Linked DNA regions of Mus musculus: region 1 is linked to region 2. A link is a contact called in public HiChIP or PLAC-seq data. All regions are on one chromosome and are shown on one strand. The core of a region is the stretch at or near the end of the contact, and the rest is flanking DNA. Distances in the headings are between cores, read along the strand shown. Region 1 holds the start of Ccdc171 (coiled-coil domain containing 171). Region 2 overlaps Snapc3 (small nuclear RNA activating complex, polypeptide 3).

The links. HiChIP or PLAC-seq counts read pairs in DNA pulled down with a chosen protein or histone mark.
Region 1: an H3K27ac HiChIP or PLAC-seq map of embryonic stem cells shows a contact between it and region 2, with 19 read pairs. The contact joins the promoter of Ccdc171 here to the enhancer-like site in region 2. A contact is called at or near these places in 1 of 15 datasets of contacts at CTCF or cohesin (the NIH/3T3 cell line), 3 of 115 datasets of contacts at active chromatin or transcription factors (the SCID.adh cell line and embryonic stem cells) and 4 of 9 other capture datasets (adipose tissue, embryonic stem cells, liver and 1 more).

The regions. Positions count from the first base shown.
Region 1 is chr4:83,522,740-83,529,179 of GRCm38.p6, reverse strand. Ccdc171 (coiled-coil domain containing 171) reads right to left here and starts at 3,635. Exons shown (of 26, transcript NM_001355378.1): 1 at 3,410-3,635. Gm25899 (a small nuclear RNA gene) reads left to right here and starts at 1,412; the gene lies at 1,412-1,552.
Region 2 is chr4:83,446,669-83,453,322 of GRCm38.p6, reverse strand. It overlaps Snapc3 (small nuclear RNA activating complex, polypeptide 3), which reads right to left. Exons shown (of 9, transcript NM_029949.4): 7 at 3,088-3,252; 8 at 2,011-2,118; 9 at 1-282. The coding sequence ends at 135. Among named protein-coding and RNA genes, the nearest start is that of Snapc3, 32 kb to the right of the region's middle. Within about 2 kb of position 2,467, at least 10 of the 459 cell types and tissues checked have an H3K27ac peak or open chromatin away from gene starts, as enhancers often do. A contact at or near this core is called in embryonic stem cells, where this site is marked.

The DNA.
Region 1 (6,440 bases), core at 2,386-4,885, 75 kb before region 2:
GCTAATGGGACAAAGTGCCCAAAGGAGAAATAAAGAACAGGGGAAATGGGTTCTGGAAGGATGGCTCAATGGTTAAGAGCACAGGCTGTTCTTACAAAGGACTCCAGGTCAGGTTCCAGCAAGCACAGCATAGCGCACAACCACCTGACACTCCAGCCTCTGGGCTAAGCCCCAGGGAACATGCACATACTCCACACACATACTCCACACAAATGTACATGCAAACGCAGTTAAAAAGAAAAAATACATCGTGTGACAAAGTATTAAACTTCAAGGTGAAGGAAGCAAAAGGCCTCAAAAGGATGTAACAAATTATGGAAGATGGGTGAAGAATAGCCAAGGGCTGGAGAGACATCTCAGTTAAGAGCATGAAGTTCAGGGATGGCGAGATGGCTCAGCAGATAAGAGCACTGACTGCTCTTCCAAAGGTCCTGAGTTCAAATCCCAGCAACCACATGGTGGCTCACAACCACCCATAATGAGATCTGACTCCCTCTTCTGGAGTGTCTGAGGACAGCTACAGTGTAGTTACATTGAATAAATGAAGTTCTCATTCTCGGATGCAAGTTTGACTTCCAGCATCCATGGCAGTTCACAACTGCCTGTAACTTCAGCTCTAGAGGACCTTACACTCTCACATACACAATAACACAAACATACCCATAACTTTAATGATAACAAATAATTAATAATAATGATAAAACAGGTTTTCTTTTTAAGAATAACCAAGTAGAGGGCTTACAGGACAGCTCATCAGATAAAGGTGATTGCTATGCAAGCCTACTGATGTGTGTTCTAGCCCTAGAACCCAACTCCACAAAGCTGACATCTGATCTACATATGCACTCAGTAGCAGAGGCTTGCTCACCACCATATATGTACATACACTCACACATAATAAGTAAAATTATATTTTTTTAAAAAAAAGAGGAGGCTGGAGAGATGGTTCAGCCATTAAGAGGTACTGGCTGCTTCCAGAGAAACCTGTTTAATTCCCAGCACCCACATGGCAGCTTACAACCATCTAGCTGTAAATCCAGTTCCAGAGATCAAAAGCCCTCTTCTGGCCTATGAGGGTACTGCACTGCATACACATGGTGTACAGACATACATGTAGGCAAAACACTCATGTACACAGAATAAAAATGAATATGAAAGAAAGGAAGAATAATCATTTAGAAATAAAGTGAAAGAAAAAGAGGAAGAAAAAAAAGAAGAGAGAAGAAGAGAAGAGAAGAGAAGAGAAGAGAAGAGAAGAGAAGAAGCAGTTAGGGATAATACAAGTCCCTGAATAGGGAAATATCCAAGTTCTTTTCCCAGAACCATAAAAAAGACAGACAACTCAAGCAAGGTAAAAAATAAATAAATAAATAATTAAATAATTAAACCACACTTGAAGAAAACTTTCCTTAGCTTTGCGAATTGGCTGTATTGTAGTCCATGAGGTTTATCCGAGGCGCAATTATTGCTAATTGAAAACTTTTCCCAATACCCTGCCATGATGACTTGAAATAAAGTCGGCATTGGCAATTTTTGACAGTCTCTACTGAGACTGAATAAAAAGGAAAAAAAAGGAAAAAAAAAAACTTTCCTTAAAGAACAAATTTTACCCCACATTTTGCAAAAGCAAAGTGGGTGCATCACCCCAGCCTTTTCCGACTCATTGGCCATCTTAGCACGAGTTTTCCTACCCTTCAAGCCCTCTTCTGTCCCTTCGCCGCATGCTCACCTCTCAGTCACACAGCTCAGAGAGAAAGGGGCTGGATGAAGAGTCAGGGCCCAGTATGGAACACTTACTATGTGCCACACACGCAACTAACTACGCATGCTTGATCCCACCATCCATCCCTTAATCTCCAGAGACTATTTGCCCATTTCACAGACGGGAAAACTGGGTTTCCCAGAGATTGAATGATTTGTACCAAGATACTCACTACAAGAATTAAAAGTCATACTCACATCTTGATGACTTCTAATGATTCTGTACCAAGAAAACATGCTTATCTGGAACCGCCTATGCCTCTCTGGGCGCACAGCCTAGCTTCTCCTGCCCACCCCCACCCCACCCCCGCCCCTTTAAACTGATGAACACCAACTCACCAACAAGCATCAGGTTTCATCAACTATTTAAGTCAGCCCCTCGACCCTTTCCGCTCTTGTTTAAAGATGAAAGGAATGCAACCTGTGTCACAGCACTTCCACTACCTTCTCAGTTTGGGTGTCTAACCAAATGCTATTTTTTTTTTTCTTTACTCATCGAGAGGAAAGGGCTTGATTCCCTAACACTAAATCCACTTTTTTTTTTTTTTTTTTTTTGTCTATGCAGCTTTGCATTCATTAGTCGTGACACCTGTGTGGGACTATCAGCAGTTACACGGTTCATTTGGCAAGGGGGCACTTCAGAGCTGAGTGCAGCTCAAATAGCAGAACACTTTTGTGCCCATGATTCTTGTTCAGTCTCAACCACCTTTCATCCCATCTCTGAAAAAAGAAGAGAGGTGAAGGAGATGTGTGATTCTGTCCATAAAACACGCCTAAGACAAAGAAACTCAAACAAACAAAAAGTAAACGGAGCCTGAAAGACTAAGCCCACTCTGCTTATTTGACATAAAGAACCTAAGGTCCAGGCGACAGGTGATTTGCCTGTCACAGCTAATAAATGGCTGAGCCAGGATTTACACACAAGCTCCAAGCTAAAACAGCCGCCTTCACTTTCCCTAGAATCCCGCTGCACTGCCTGCATTCCTCTGCCTTTAACTGGAAAGGATTGCATTTCCGGCTCTATCACAGTTTGGTCGTTACTAAGCACTGATAAATACAAATAACAAAACGGTAGTTTCATTTCTCCAATACTAGGAAAAGTATAAAACATCAACGTGCAAAATCTTAGAAGCTGTTTGATATCGTCTCTAAGTTATGTATTTGATTAATATGAATATCGTAAATGATTAAAAAGTCAAAGGGGGGGGGGTGTGTGCTTGTACGCAAAATTCAGCTTTAAACTCACAGCTGACTTTTCTAAGTCCCAAGGTGGGTGGTAGGCAGAAGTTGCATAACTCATTGTTTTGCTTATCAAACGTTTGTAGGGTGCCTAAAGTGTGGTAGGCATTTAAATAAAATGAAGGTAAAACACGAAAAAAAAAAAAGTGATCCTTGGGTACTGATCCCAAAGAGCTCCGAGGACTCTAGTCCCCACCGGTCCTCGGAGTACAGCGAAGATGCTCGGCTTCCTCAAGGTGGGCGGAGAGCCCTGGCCATTGAGCTGGAGGCTGGAGGCTGGAGGCTGAGCTGGAGGCGTGTCAGCACCAGCTAGCAGCCCTCAGCCGGGTCCTCTCTGCAAGCCCAGTCTCCTCTCAGCACCTCCCGGTCCCGGGCGCCAGTCACCATTGCACCCACAGCCCGCAGTTACCTCGGACTCGCGTGGTCCAGCCTGCACACCCACGACCCCCAGGCAGCTTCAGGTCTCGGGGTGAGTGGGAGGTCAGGCAACTCTCAGGAGAAAGAGTGACAACTGGGGAAAGCCGATGGACTCTAGGGCCAGGATGGAGAAAGTCTACGAGGTGAAGTTTACAACGGCCACTTCCGGGGGCCCGGAACACGCGACGAGGCTCTGGGCAGCCGCGACTTTCTCCGCCTCCCTGGCCCCGCCCCGGCAGGCCCGCCCCTCGCCTCCGCGTCCCCAGCGTCCCGCCCGCCGCCCGAGCCCCAGCTCCAGGATACGCGCGTACTCAGAGAACGCGGGCTCGCGCTGGAAGAGAAGCGCCGGCCCGCAACCGCGCGCGCTCCCGCGGCAGGCGGGGTATATTGCGCATGCGCCAGGGGTGGGGTACGCGTGCGCAAAGCACACGGGTGGCTCGGGGCCGCGTTCCACCCCATGCGCGCTCCAGCGCCGGCATGCTGTGCCTTCTCCTTGTTTCAGAACTCCCGCAACCGAGTGGCGTGCACATTTCCAGCCTCGGAAAAGGGCAGCAGCCTGTTCCTGCTCTGTAAACGTCTTCTTAGCTGGCTCTCGGCCCGAGAAACCCGCTAGGACCGCGGCCGATGCCAGGGTCCCCAGGGAGAGTGCCTGGGCTTCGGCACAGGTGGCAGACTCTCAGCGCCCTCCTCCTGCAGTCTCCTCCTCCCATCGATTTCTTTTGTATTTTGGCTTGGGTGGATAGAATGTAGGTCGGTGCTCTGATGCTGCTGAGCGTCTTTGATTACAAATAATGCAGAACCGGATTCATTGGCAAATAAGGCCTTGGAGCCTCGCCTTGAGCTCCATCTCTGCTAGATTTCAGCCCCTCCCCCTCCTCGCCCACAATTTATAAAGAGCTTTGGTTCGCCCTGTAGCCGCTTCAGAGGATTGGAAAAGCAAATCCTCTTTTGTTCCTTGGCTTTTGAAAGCCTATTCCCTAAAGAACAATGCGAAATGGCAGGATTTTGATGAAAGGTTTTTATCCCTGCCGCCACTACCTTCTTTCCACAAGTGTTCATACAAAATGAGCCTTTTATGCTAAACTTGTCCGGGGTTGGTTGTAATCAGCCTGAACCAGGTGTTGGGGTTCTCGCCTGCTCTCGCTCTGGAAAGTTAACAGTCCTAAGAGCAAATAGATTAAAACTTTGGTTCTTGCACTGCTGAGAAACTTTAATTGGTTTGAGGTCAGTTGTTTGGTTTTTAAAAGGTTTTCCTTGCTTCTTAAGGCTTTAGCCAGAAGAGATAACTGCTTCGAAAACAAACTGAAGGAAACAAAAGTAGCCCTCTCTACTTAGGAATCAAATGGAGAATTACAATAAATAAGATTACATTCACCACCACCATGGGTTTCTCTGTGTGGCCTGACAGTCCTGGAAGATGAGAGTTTTTTTTTAAATTGTATACGGCTTAGTTTTGTTATTTGAAAGATTTTTGTTTGGAGGGAAGTGATTTTGTTGTTGTTTTGCTTTCTTGGTTTTGTCTGGGTGGGGTTTTTTAATTCCCTATGTAGCCCAATCAGGCCCCAAATTCTGGATCCCCTGCCATAGCCTCCGGAACACTGGGGTTACAAATCATGGGCCACACACACACATCAGCTCATCGTGTTTTAGGAACATCACAGAAGGGAGTGTTACATTGCAAACATAACTGATCTATTACATTGTACACTTTTTAAAGAAAAGCTGCTTGACATGAATCCTTACAAAGTTCATTTACTCTGTCTTTAGCATGCGTAGAGTACAGCACATGTGCCCAGCATGGAGCTAGGTAATAAAAATACCAGCTATAAAGTACAAATGCCACAGGGATCAGAGAAAAGATCTGCTCGTCAACCTTGAGTACAGGGAAGCGATTTGTGGAGCATGTAAAGTCTAGTGTAAGAAAGTAGAGTAATAGATTCACCAAAGTAACAACGAATTGGGACAGGAAAAAAAAAGCATGAGACTTTTGACAAAATAGAAACTTTGGGTGCAGGGGAGAAAAATATGAAAGATCTGCTAGAGAAATATGCTCAGCTCAGATCACAGAGAGCCTTTCAGGTCATATTAGCAACAAGGCTAATGAAAATTATAGTAATTACACAATAAATCCGATCACCTCGGAGTCCTTAGAGGGTTTCTCTTTTTCCCTGGTGGTTACAGGTTCGTTTTCCTTGGTCCCCTGTTTGGGTAAAGGCTATCTATAGTGAGACGCTCTCTAACCCACTTCTGGTTGTCTTTCCTGGTCACCTCAGCCCCCTCCTTTCTCCCAGCCCATCGGAGAGACAAGTAGATCCAACCCCACCACTCCCTCAAAGAAGCTTACAACCTCAATAAAGACATCATCACCAAATCCAAGACCCCTTGGTTTTCTGAGCCGCCTCAGATTTCTCTCCCACATTTATGAGGATCAATAAATACTTTCTCAGGCCCGGCGTGGTGGCACACGCCTTTAATCCCAGCACTCGGGAGGCAGAGGCAGGCGGATTTCTGAGTTCGAGGCCAGCCTGGTCTACAAAGTGAGTTCCAGGACAGCCAGGGCTATGCAGAGAAACCCTGTCTCAAGAAACCAAAAAATAAATAAATAAATAAATAAATAAATACTTTCTCGCCTCTCACCATCTTACTGCCAGTAAAGTGCCCTCAGCCTTCACTTGGTACCTGACAAGCTTATTTGGCCCTGTGGAAGTGAATGCTAAGATCCTGAACTTTGATTGTTTATATCTGAGTTTGAATTTTTAGTTCTTATTTCAACAGTTCTGCTTTACTGCCCCACAGTGTTGTGCTGTGGTAATAGTGGTGGTCCTGAGGTTTGTTTCTGTCCCTGTTTTAGGCAGGGTCTTGCTACACAGCCCGAGCTGGCCTGGTGATCATCGTGCCTTAGCATCCCAGTGCCTGGCTTACAGGCTTGTGCCACAATGCCATTCTTAGCTGGTAGTATTGACATCAAAATATCTAAAACTTAACTTTCTCAGTTTATCATGAATTGCCCAAACTACTCCTCT
Region 2 (6,654 bases), core at 1,218-3,717:
TTATATATTCAAAATACAGAAAAGCATTTCTACATCTCAGTAACATAAACAACTTAAGTAAAACGCCATTAACAACCCCTTGTAATAAATAATGTAATAGTAATTAACTAAGCTGTAGTAGGAAATATCTGGTACTAATTAAAGGTTCCTGGGTCAACATAAGGATAAGCAAGGAATTCCCCTAGTTTGTTGCCTTCGGAATCATAGTGGAGCATTCTGAAGCAAACATCACAAAAGAAACATGGGTCCTCTGGTGCAAAGGTGTCATTGTTCGTCACCCATCTGTAGTGTAAAAAAAAACGAAAAAGTATATTATAGCATTTTTTTTAATGCTTCAACATTCTATGATTAGTGTTTTCTAATAGTGGTTGTCTTTCATAGGGGTCACATAGCAGTTATAACAAGTTCTCTTGCAGATCAGATATTTACATTATGACTCACAATCAGTAGCCAAATTGCAGTTGTGAGTTAGCAACAACAACAAAAATTTATAGCTGGGAGTCACCACCACCTGAAGAACTCTATCAAAGTTTCACAGCACTAGGGAGCTTGAGAACCACTGTCCTACACCAGTACATAAAGAACATTCTCACTACCTCCTCAGCAGACACAGTAGGGACACCAACAAGAAATGCTGCACACTGACCTGAGATTCCTCCTTAAGATAAGGAAATGACCTGTTAGAAAGCTCCACACACACTAAAGTGCCCGAAAAACTGTCCTTTAAGTTCTCCCTCGCTTCCTTGCTCCAGACCCCAACGGCCTTCCTTAACTTAGTGATGTGATCCAGAGTTGCCTTAAGATCACGGTCCTCTTGCCCCACTTGTTGGGGTTATAAGCACGTGCCCATGTACCCAGATACTTTAAAATGAGGCAAACTTACACATATTTGTTAGTATAGAGTATATATATGTAGAGAGAATATAGTGTATAGAATTCTTTATATAGTGACCATGTCCATGCTCTTCCAGTTATTTTACAACGTAGCGGATGATTCAAGGCTACATCTCACCTTATTGTGCCAATGAAACAGACATCCCTGCACAGGGGCCATGATACTGTGTATCATTCTTAATTTAGCCAAGACTGGTCAGTTTGGAAATGCAGGCATTTTAATTGAGTTTGAGGATAAAATCATGGCAGTTTGGGCTATCCTATTCACCTGAGATTGTTTCATACATTCGGATGTCACTGGTCACATGAAATCACAATCTTTAGTAAGTTTCTCTTATTTTAGTCTTTTCTGAAAATCTGAACCAATTTCTGGATTTTCATTTTGGTATCATTTCTATTTTCCTAATCCTTTAGATAAATACTATGATATGGAACTCAAAGCCAACTGAAGATACTCAACTATTTCTGAGTAGTTTCCAAACTTCTGGGCTCTGATTAATAATAAGAATCAGCAGGGGAAGGCAGAAATTCAAGGTTTGAGGAGGACAGTCAGCTCAGGCTACATGAGACCTGACCTTTTTAAAGGGGCTGAGTCTTTAGTCAAGACTGACTAAAGAGCCTGCACATGCCTTCTGCACATGCCCCCTGCACATGTGAGCCTTCTACCATGTCCTATGCTCCAGCTTTTCACTTTGTATCCTGTTGTCCATTACATTCAAACTCCTCCTGCCTCCCAGATCTGTGTCACAGTGACTGATCAAAACAGAAAACCTAATTTCTAATTGGCTTTATATATATGCTGGTTATTTCTGTATTGAAAACTGAGATAAAAGTGATTTTGTAATGACAGGCAAGAAGCACGGCTCCTTACAGCCGCCAAGTCTGTTCTGCACTTCCTGTGTGTTTCCCTGTATAACCTAGTGTGCATGTGCTCACCAGCAGGCAGCTGGCTCTGGGTTCAAGTCTGTACAAAACAATATGCTAACTTTAAGCAAACTGCACTGACTGCAACACTGACTCTAGGAGATAAAACCATGACGGCTAAATCTACAGACCTCCAGAGTACTAAATTACTGTGAAAACCAGGGTGTTTAGAAGGAAAAAAGCGTCACTCACCTAGCTGTATACATCTTACAGACAAAACATTTTCTGGTCCACAGCCAGTGCTTCTTGGTAAGAAGGGGATACAGTGTTCTATCCAAGCAGTCGTCATGGTGCACAAGCCTTTGATGAGGAAAACACATGAAGATGCTGAAATGCACCTCGACCTGCTCTCCAGCAACATTACTGCAACATGGCTGACCTGTCATTTACGCAGGCAGTATCTTACAGAATACCCACTGCTGGGGCTGTAGCTTAGTCGCAGAGGCCTTGTCTAGCTTGCTGACTAACAGGCAATCACCTGCATCACTGAACACTTTGCCCAGAGAGCTTTTCAGAATGAATACAGAGCTGATTTCTCAATTCCCTTTGTTACCATGCTGTGACATTCTAAGAATTCCTGCATATAGTGTTTTGTTTTTGAATGTATTCCACCATCAGAGTTTAACACAGCAGTGCTGTTTGTGGAATGCTCTCTGGGCTCTCTGTGTCTGGTCTGGGGTAGGTGCACAAGATTCTCTACATGCCTGTGTGTGTGCGCCATTTCCTCAGCCCTTCAATTCTAAACTACTCAATTGTTTGAAAATTGGTTATTCAACTTCCCACTATAGAAGGACTAAGCTTTCGATTAAATTGAGAAACTTAAAAATTATAGGATTTCAATCCTCTCTCTTATGTAGTTCTGCCTGACTTGGAACATGATACATAGACCAGGCTGGCCTACAATTCACAGAAATCAGCCTGCCTCTGCTTCCCAAGTGTTGGGATTATAGGCCCACACTAGCATGTCTAGTGTAAGTTTTCCTTAAAAATTTGTCTCCCATTTCCAGCTGCATAGAAAGTATACATTTGTGAACCACGCTGGTAAATTACACTTTTGCACTGTTAGAGAGACAGAAAAGTAGATGCTGACAAGTGTGATTACTTGAGCTCACTGTCAGGACCACATGGGGCCAGGCCAGGCGAGGCTTCCGCATAGTCCCCTGGCCTCTCCACTCCAGCCAGCGCATGCAGCTATCCTCCTCCTCCCCCCAACTCACTTTTATTAAAAAGACATCTTCAAGGTAAAATATTCTGAATGATGTCACGTACCTTATGTCTGTGATGACAACAACATGCTCACAGTCTCCCTGGTGACAGTATAAGTAAGGAAAGCCAAGTTTAATATGCAAGTCATTAAATGTGAAATCTTCCATTCTAGCAGTCTGAAATTTTCCATATCCTCGATCATGGGACTCTGACCACTCTATAATAGTTCTGTTTGGGGGAAGGGCAAGTATAGAGCATTGTTATTAGAACTTGAACAGAAAGAAAAGGTTGTGTGCAGTCACATACAATCTGGCCTACTAATTAAATGCATGGTTGCCATCTAGAAGGGTTATCATAGTGGTTAATAAACATTTGGAGCAGAAGCAGTGAAATTGAAACCAGTAGTCATCAAACCTGATGACACTGGAAGACGCCCCCCCCCCCCCACACACACACACCAGCTTTCTCTGCTCACATGCCACAGCACACACAGATACTCAAATTCCCAGAGAAAAAGATGTTCCTCCCCCAGGGAGGGGGTGTGTAGGGGGATTAGACACCACACTTTTCACCTGTGTAGCAGCTCTTTTTTATTCTTGGGATACTGTGTGTCTGTGTTTAAAACAGGGTCTCATTACACACAGCGCTGGCTGCCATGGGACTCACTCTGTAGGCCAGGCTGGACTTCGATTCGAGATCCTCCTGCCTCTGCCTCCTTCCCAACTGCTGGATTAAAGGCATTAAACCACCATGCCTGGTTCCTTTAAAGTCTTGTCACTATGTAAGCAAAGATCTGTCTGCCCCATTGATCTATTATCTCTCAGTAAGCACCAGGTTTTGGAAGGCTGTAGGATGTGTGCCACTTTAGTGTGAACACAAAGTGTAGAACAGTGCCACATTTTTTTTGACAACAGGTCAACAGGTTTGTTTTGTTTTTAAGCAAAAACTTTAACATGTACCGAGATTAGAGTGTTATTTCTTAGCTTCAGATTCTAATTCTGGTACTGGATGGCAGTGGTGCACACCTTTAATTCCAGCACTTGGGAAGCAGAAGATGGTGTATTAGTCAGGGTTCTCTAGAGTCACAGAACTTATGAATAGTCTCTAAATAGTAAAGGAATTTATTGATGACTTACAGTCGGCAGCCCAATTCCCAACAATTGTTCAGTCGCAGCTGTGAATGGAAGTCCAAGGATCTAGCAGTTACTCAGTCTCACGCAGCAAGCAGGCGAAGGAGCAAGAGCTCGAGCTAGACTCCCTTCTTCCAATGTCCTTATATTGTCTCCAGCAAAAGGTGTAGCCCAGATTAAAGGTGTGTTCCACCACACCTTTAATCCCAGATGAAAGGCATAGCCCAGATTAAAGGTGTGTTCCTTAACTCGGAGATTCAATCTTCTGGAATCCATAGCCACTATGGCTCAAGATCTTCAAACCAAGATCCAGATAAGGATCTCCAAGCCTCCAGATAAGGGTCACTGGTGAGCCTTCCAATTCCGGATTGTAGTTCATTCCAAATATTGTCAAGTTGACAACCAGGAATAGCCACTACAATCCACCCCTTGTCAACTTGACACAAATAATATCTCATGTTCACATGAAACAATAACAAGGTTGTAAATACGCCTAACATGATATAACTATCCCTCGTACAATCGCAAACGCATTAGTAAATTTACAATGGGCATTCATATTACTTTATAATCCTCGTTTCTGCAACTGGTTACGTGGCCTTAATTGGTATTTATAACTACCTTCCTCTACTACCCATTCTGTATTTCCTTCACCTTCAGCCAGCACCTCAGCAGGTCTTGGCTCTTTTCCTGGAGGATTGACCCATACCTTCATTCCTGATGGGTCTGCGTCCTTTGTCATCCTGCTTGGATTAGGCTGTTGTAGTTTCCCATTGACTTTAATCACAGGACATGGTAGTACTAAGAGACGCCCTAAGGGATCTCCTACACTCCAGACATAATCTTGCTTACCACCATTGTGAAGAGGTAATCCAATTTCCCCATGGTAATCTGGATCTATCACCCCTCCTAACACTGTTATTCCTTTTTTAGCCTGTTGGTTTAAGGGCATTAGAAGCCCAAAATGACCAGGGGGAAGTCTGAGCTTCCAGTTCAATGAAATGTTTGTTGTAGCTCCTGGTAGGAGCACTCCCCTCTCTGGAGCCAAAACTTCTAAGCCAGCAGAACCTAGAGTTATGGGGACAGGAAGCAAAAATTTTCCTAGAGGGTCACTAGGAGTGATAGTAAGTGGAACTATTCCGTTTTCCACCCCTTGATTCCTGGACCCATGAATCCTGGCTATGGGTGAAACTGTACCATATATCGAGCGCTGATTCAAAGCATATACTGCCTTCTGAAGAACTCTGCCCCAGCCTTCCAAGCTGTTACCACCTAATTGGCGCTGTAACTGCGTCTTCAAAAGGCCATTCCATCTTTCTATCAGCCCAGCTGCTTCAGGATGATGGGGAATGTGGTAAGACCAGTGAATTCCATGATCGTGAGCCCACTGTCGTACTTCTCTGGCTGTGAAATGAGTTCCTTGGTCAGAAGCAATACTGTGTGGAATACCATGACGATAGATGAGGCATTCTGTCAGTCCGTGAATGGTGGTTTTAGCAGAGGCATTACGTGCAGGAAAGGCAAATCCATAACCAGAATAAGTATCTACTCCAGTAAGAACAAAACGCTGTCCTTTCCACGAAGGAAGTGGTCCAATGTAGTCAACCTGCCACCAGGTTGCTGGCTGGTCACCTCGAGGAATGGTGCCATATCTGGGGCTCAGTGTTGGTTTCTGCTGTTGGCAGATCTGGCAATCAGCAGCAGCTGTAGCCAGGTCAGCCTTGGTGAGTGGAAGCCCATGTTGCTGAGCCCAAGCATAACCTCCATCTCGACCACCATGGCCACTTTGTTCATGTGCCCATTGAGCAATGACAGGGATGGCTGGGGAGAGAGGCTGACTGTCCACAGAACGGGTCATCTTATCTACTTGATTATTGAACTCCTCCTCGGCTGAAGTCACCTTTTGGTGAGCATTTACATGGGACACAAATATCTTCACATCCTTTGCCCATTTTGAGAGATCTATCCACATACTTCTTCCCCAGATGTCTTTCTCACCAATTTTCCAATTGTGATCTTTCCAAGTCCCTGACCATCCAGCCAATCCATTGGCTACAGCCCATGAGTCAGTGAATAATCGTACATCTGGCCACTTCTTCTTACAAACAAACTGTAATACCATGTGTACTGCCCGAAGTTCTGCCCACTGTGAAGATTTCCCTTCACCTGTGTCTTTCAAGGTTGTCCCAGAAAGGGGTTGTAATGCTGCAGCTGTCCACTTCTGGGTGGTGCCTGCATAACGTGCAGAGCCATCAGTAAACCAGGCTCTAGTCTTCTCCTCTTCGGTCAGTTGATCATAGGGAACACCCCATGAGGCTATAGGTGCATGCTTGGCAGCAGATGGCATTGTAACAGGAGTAGAAACCATAGGCATTTGAGCAACTTCTTCATGTAACTTGCTTGTGCCTTCAGGACCTGCTCTGGCCCGATCACGTATATACCACTTCCATTTGATAATAGACTGCTGCTGTGCGCGTCCCACTTTATGACTTGCAGGGTC